Regions from separate parts of the Mus musculus genome. Here region 1 is linked to region 2. A link is a contact called in public Hi-C data. All regions are on one chromosome and are shown on one strand. The core of a region is the stretch at or near the end of the contact, and the rest is flanking DNA. Distances in the headings are between cores, read along the strand shown.

Region 1 (3,196 bases), core at 468-2,967, 950 kb after region 2:
AGTCCCTGGCACCAACACCACAGTGAGCGAAGAGAACCAACTCCACACAGTTGGCATCTGACCTACACACACAGACAGTATGACACATGTAACTGCTCTAGTAGCAATAATAAATTAATTCGATTACTTTTGACCCCACAATTTATTAATCACAGAATTCTTTGCATTGATTTTTTTACTTTTAAAAATTCATAAAAACAAAACACTTCATTAAAATATTGTCCTAGAATAATATTTATCTTGATAGTTTAGCTCTGGCCACCCACTGGAATTCTGCAGTGATGACCCAAAGACATATTATGTATTCCAATATATCTGTGAAGATAAGTCCTGAGTATTCTGTGTGTTACTACCACAAAGGGAAAACAATGTTAAAAGGTGACAGATGCTCTAATTACATGTATTTGATCATTACACAACATATACTGTATCAAAGCATCATATTGTACCCTATAAATACATATAATAAATATATGTTAATTACGAAGTAAAACTTAGGAAAAGTTGTACTCAAAGAAAGTTCCTCGCTCACTGCTGTCCCAGCCTTGATACACTTCTGACTTTTTGCCTCAGGTGTGTAACGTTCCTAAAATAGCAGGAAAGCAGGGAAAGTTACTGCTCTCTGGAGAGATGAGTGAGTAAGACAAGGCTGATGACTAGAAAGGTCAGTGTGTCTTGGGAGGTGAAGAGCACATGTGTGGGCCAGATAAAACACAAAGGCAGGCTGAGAGTGCTGCTTCTGGGATAGAAGTCTTCTCAGGCCTGCAGGAAGGCCAGGGTTTAGTTCTCAGCACTCCGTAGAGATGCACATGGTGATACAAGCCTGTAATCTTAGCTCAAGCTTGGAGGCCAGCTTGTGCTAACATGAAATTGTCTCAAAAAAATTTAGATGTGAAACTGTGTTACAAACTTATTAGGAAATAACATCAGTGACTGTTGTGACAGAAGGCAGTGAGATAAGAAACACCTCTAGGTGAGACAGCCATCCTGTGATGTTTCATAAGAGCCACAACCTGAAGACAATGGTTTTCCCAAATGTGAGAAGAAACAGTCAGGCAGACAGCTCTCTGCTCAGCCCCATGATCACATTTACATGAGGTCAGGTAAGAGGAGCAGGTGAGAAGATTCTAGAGGCTCTTCTTGGCTAACACAAAGGAACACTTTGCCAAGGAAGTGAGTGAGGAGCTCCTATTCTAGCCAGTGCCATGGCTGCAAGAGAAGAGTTCCTAACTCTCCTGGGGCCCCACACCAAGCTTGCTTGCCTGCAGGGCCACTCATCCACAGGCACCATGGGGGGGTGGTGCAGGAAGCAAACTTGCCTCTTGACTCCGGGATGCTCTGATTCCCAAAGTTCTAGCCTCTGGGCACCGGACTCCCTTGTGGTGCTCAAGGACAACCTGTGGTGTTAGAACCATAGCCACGCCCCTCTGCCCCAAGGCTGTCACCTACACACAATGACTTCAAACTGTACCTGCTAATTCTTCCAATTCCTCCAAACCACAAGGAACAATTATTTCTTTTTGAAAATGTATTTTTGGAAGGTCTGGGGTAGATGTTTATTGGAGTTTAAAAGAAAAACAACAGCAGAAAGCTGTAAATCTTAGTAACTGCCCAGAGGACAGAGATAGCAGAGAGAAAGAGTGAAAGAGTGAAAGCCATGCCTTCCTGAGATAGGCATGGAGGTTCTGAAAGCAGCCACACAGCAGAAGCCACAGAGCAGAACAGAGGGGGTGGTGTGGGTAGGCACAGAGGAAGAACTATCAGGGAAAGCATACCCAGGCTAAACAAAGACTTGGTTTTTTCATTAAGGGTAAATGAGGTGAGGACCCCATTAAATTCAAGGTAGGAGAAATTGCTGAGAAAGCCCCCAATCCCTGAGTAAACTTGTAACCATGAGCAAGTGTCTGGATTTCTTTGTCTTTGATGAAACCCATAAGTAAAAAAGGAATTGTGCCCATTAGGCAAGGTGGCTAGCACTTATAACCCCAGTGGAGGCAGAAGACAAGCTACAGGTTTTAGGGTACTGTCAAAATTCCAGGTCACTGTGGGCTACAGTGTGAGAACCTTACCCCTATACACACACACATACACACACACACACACACACACACACACACACACACACACACACACACACCAAAAAATGAGAGGACACTTCACTGTTCACAAAAATATATCCATGCTACTTTTCTATGCAGCAAGGGAAGAAAAGGTGAGCAGGTGCAGGTAGCAAAATGTTCAGTAGCAAAATGTGGTCACTCACACCAGCACATGAGAGGTGGAGGCAGGAGGATTGCTATGAGTTCCAGGCCAGTCTGAGAAATGATGTGAGACTTTGTCTCAGACCCTCCCATCCACCTAAATAAATACTGTTTACTTGGCACAAGACCATTTTTTGACCTATGAGAGCTCTTGTTATGACTACTTTATAGTTATTGTTCCATGATTGTCATTAGATCCTAAAGATTGAATGCAAAACACGCATCACTGATTGGGGCATCAACAGCAGACACTGAAACGAAGGCTGTGCACAGGACATGCACAGTTCTTGGGCACTTCCAACAGATGAAATCAGCTCCAGTACAAACACCCAACATACTTGCAATCAGCAGCAACATTTGCACATAAACAACCCCCACCCAAGGCAAGAAAACAGTTCTCAAAATAATTGAACCAGCCCAGCCTTCTAGCCCAGTGCTAGTGGCAACTTATTCCTTCTGAGAACATAGCTGCGGCTTTTTGAGCCCAGCCTGGATGGAACTTGGAACTACCAAAGCCAGAAATTTCTTGTCCTGAATTTACCTCATCTTTCTCCCAGAGTGGTTTGCATAGGAGAACAAAGAGAAGATATAGTCTATGGTTACAAGCTTTCTACTATAAGAAGAATATATTCAGATCTTGATCCTGAGCAGACCATTGACTATAGCCAATAATACCATAGCATCTACTAGAAATGTATAAAGACAGTAGTTAGGCAGGCAGGAAGATAGACAGACACAGGCACACATGCACTCATGTACACACACATCCATGCATGAACACACAATGGGAACTACACCTTGTGATAAAGCGCTCATTAACTAAGTAGCAATAACAATTTCACAACCTCAGCCAGACATTGTGGTTTACATCTATAATTCCAGAACTTTGAAAGCACAGCCAGGAGGATTGCCACAAATATGAGGCCAACATAGGC
Region 2 (3,116 bases), core at 192-2,691:
TGCCTCCGCAGATGGAAGAAAATGAAAGTGCAGATCGTGCTGTGGGAAGCTGTTACCCTTGGCCTCAGCGTGTTCTATGCAATACCCCGTTTGCACTGCATGTGTGTGTCCACAGAAGGATTAGCCAGAGGGAAAAAAGAACAGTGTTTTTTTCCTATAGAAAGGCAAGAGAGAAGACGACACGATTCACTGGGTAAATGAAGCTGCCACCAAACCCAGTCTCTGGGATTTACTGGGTAGAGAGGAGAACTGGCTCCCAGGGCTGTACTCTGCAGTCATGCACCTGCTACCCCCAAACAAACAAGTAAACAAGTGTTAAAAAAACAAGAACTGGGCTAGGAACTGTAGGGGTTTGAACCAGGATGGTCCCCGTAAGCTCATAAATTTTAATGCTTGGCTTCCGGTTAGTGGAACTGTTTGAGAAGGACTAGGAGGTATGGCCTTGTTGGGGAAGCATGTCACTGGGGTGGGTTGTGAGGTTTCAAAAGGCCAGGCCAGGCCCAGTGTCTCTCTCTGCTTGCAGCTGTGGATCAGATGTAAACGCTATGCTCTGTCCAGGGCCAGGTCTGCCTGCCTGCCTGCCTGCCTGCCTGCTGCCTGCCTGCCTGCCTGCTGCCTGCCTGCCTGCCTGCCTGCTGTCATGCTCCTCTGCATGATGATCATGGACTTTCTGAAACTGTAGACAAGCTTCCCAATTAAATGCTTTTATTTTTATTATTATTATTTTTTTAATTTTTTATTTTTTTTTCCTCCCACCCCTATTTTTATTATTTTTAAAAACTTTTTATTGATTCTTTGTGAGTTTCACATCATGTACCCCAGTTTCGCTCATCTCCCTGTCCCCTCGTGTCTGCCCTCTGCCCTTTCAACTCCCCCAGAATAACACACACACACACACCCACCCAAAGCATAGAAAACATCTCATGGTGGAAGCTGCAGTGTGTCCCAGTGTGTCCCACAGGATATCCCTCTGTCCACATGCCTTCACTTGCGAATGCTCATTGCAATGTGTCTGGTTAGAAGACTCTGGCTTCTGTGACACCAACATTGAATTCTCACTGGGACTCCTCCTGGTTATCCTATGTGTTCCCCTGTGTCATGAGATCTTGGAGTTTTGGATCAGCCGGAGTGGCCCTTTCACACCCCCCCCCCCAAATTCACAGGTGAGGTAGATGTTGGGATAGGCCAACTCAAAAGCCTTGGATCTGGGCATGGGTGGCAGTTGAGCAGGTCAGCCCTCCAGTCCTTACCACACCACCAGGGCCAGCTCTCCAGCACTGCCCTGGCTAGGCCACCCAATGCTGCTACTGGCAGGAAGGAGGCAGCTCTTCTGCTGTCATGCCCTCTGGGTGGCTCACCTGTACCCATACCTCTCCAGCCAGCTCCACTGTGCTGCTCAGTAAAAGTTCGAGGCCCACTCAGTGCTGTAGCTGGCAAGAGGCTGGGCCAGCGTTCCTGCTCTCAGGACCCAGGGCCAGCTTTCCTAACTGCTGGGCGTGGTGAGGGGTGAGTCTGACCAAGCCCGCTCAGTCAGTCAACAGGTTCTCCAGCGCGGGAGTGAGGATTAAAAAGAAAAAAAGATAGTTAGACAACATTGTAGCATGACCCAAGTCAATTCTCAGACTGAAGGCAAATTTAATTTTCCAATCCACTTTTTATACATTTTAATTACATGCAGGTATTTTGGGCGAGCAGTACAATAAGGAACTAACAAGGCAGTAAGCGAAGTCCTGTGATTACTCCCATGGCAGTTGTTTAAAAGGGCTTGTTATAATGACCCAACACTTGAGCCCACTTCCTCGTCCAAGCCCAAAATCTTGCCTGAAGCCTAGTTCTTCTGTTCCATCCTGAGACATCCTAAAATTCCTGCCTTACCCGACTTCCTTATTACAGCCTAAAGTTAGATTCTTACTGAAACTGACTTCCTTATTATGCCCTAATGTCAGAGTCCTGCCTGAGCTTACTTCCAATGTCAGATTCCTGCCTGAAGCCCATTTTCTGCCAAGTGGTATCCCAGAAGGCTTTCCAGCAATTAGGTGTGGGAAGGGCCTCACCTCCACACCAGCACAACCCCATGGTGGAGGAGTGGTGAGGCCAGCGCTCCCATGCTGGCTTTACCTTAGGGCCGGATCACCTGCGGCCCTGCTACTAGGGCCAGCTCTACTGTGCTGCACAGACCAGGCAAAGGACCCACTCTCCCGAGTGCACAGCTGTTGAGGGGCAAGACCCGCTCTCCCACTCTCATGACTCCCCAGCCAGCTCCCAATTGCCAGTTATGTGTGTTTCGGGTGGAGGAGGTTTATCACCTCTACACGTGTGCCACAAACATGCTGGGGAGGATGTATTTCAGGGGCAGGACACTTGGGTGGCATGAATGTGCTTGACCGGTATGTCAGAGGTCCTAGGTTCACTCCTCCTAGCTGCAAAAAACATCAAAAACAAAACAAAACAAAAAAGTATAGCAAACCTCTAAAATCAGCCTACCACCACCATCACCACCACCAGCAGCAGCAATAAAACAACCCCTCAAACCCACAACAAAACACAACAACAAAACAAGCCCCAGCCGGGCGGTGGCGCACGCCTTTAATCCCAGCACTCGGGAGGCAGAGGCAGGTGGATTTCTGAGTTTGAGGCCAGCCTGGTCTACAAAGTGAGTTCCAGGACAGCCAGGACTATACAGAGAAACCCTGTCTCGAAAAACAAAACAAAACAAAAAACAAGCCCCAAACAAACAGCAGAACACCATGGAAAGAGACCGAATGTGAGCTGATTACCTCGTGGGACTGGAGGGAAAAGCTCCGTCATCGACTTAGTCATGTTTTCTTTCAAATAACAAAAAATATCATGTTTATTATAAAGACAGGATCTCACTGTGTTGCAAAGATTGGCCTTGAACTCACAGGAATCCTCCAGTCTCAGTCGCAGGAAATTACAAGCATGAGCCACCACACCCAGCCTGTAGTGTAATTTTTAGTAGACATGGTCTTTTTCTGTTGCTCAGGCTAACCCCAAACTTCTGGACTTGAGCATGCCTCCCCAGTCAGCCTCGGGCATGCACAGCTCCAGGCACACACTGCCCTGCCTGGCTCCATCCCAGCAATGCTGTTCAAGGC

Evidence for each region. Hi-C and Micro-C count contacts between places; a contact is called where the count stands out from the background.
Region 1: a contact with region 2 is called in a Hi-C map of trophoblast stem cells, with 2.2 times the contacts expected there. The contact joins two enhancer-like sites. A contact is called at or near these places in 1 of 484 Hi-C or Micro-C datasets (trophoblast stem cells) and 1 of 9 other capture datasets (embryonic stem cells).

The regions. Positions count from the first base shown.
Region 1 is chr16:9,838,009-9,841,204 of GRCm38.p6, forward strand. All of the region lies in intron 3 of Grin2a (glutamate receptor, ionotropic, NMDA2A (epsilon 1)), which reads right to left. Among named protein-coding and RNA genes, the nearest start is that of Grin2a, 160 kb to the right of the region's middle. Within about 2 kb of position 1,718, at least 3 of the 459 cell types and tissues checked have an H3K27ac peak or open chromatin away from gene starts, as enhancers often do. A contact at or near this core is called in trophoblast stem cells, where this site is marked.
Region 2 is chr16:8,884,005-8,887,120 of GRCm38.p6, forward strand. It overlaps Gm30310 (a long non-coding RNA gene), which reads left to right. Exons shown (of 3, transcript XR_001781949.1): 1 at 1-193. Among named protein-coding and RNA genes, the nearest start is that of Gm30310, 3.9 kb to the left of the region's middle. Within about 2 kb of position 1,442, at least 7 of the 459 cell types and tissues checked have an H3K27ac peak or open chromatin away from gene starts, as enhancers often do. A contact at or near this core is called in trophoblast stem cells, where this site is marked.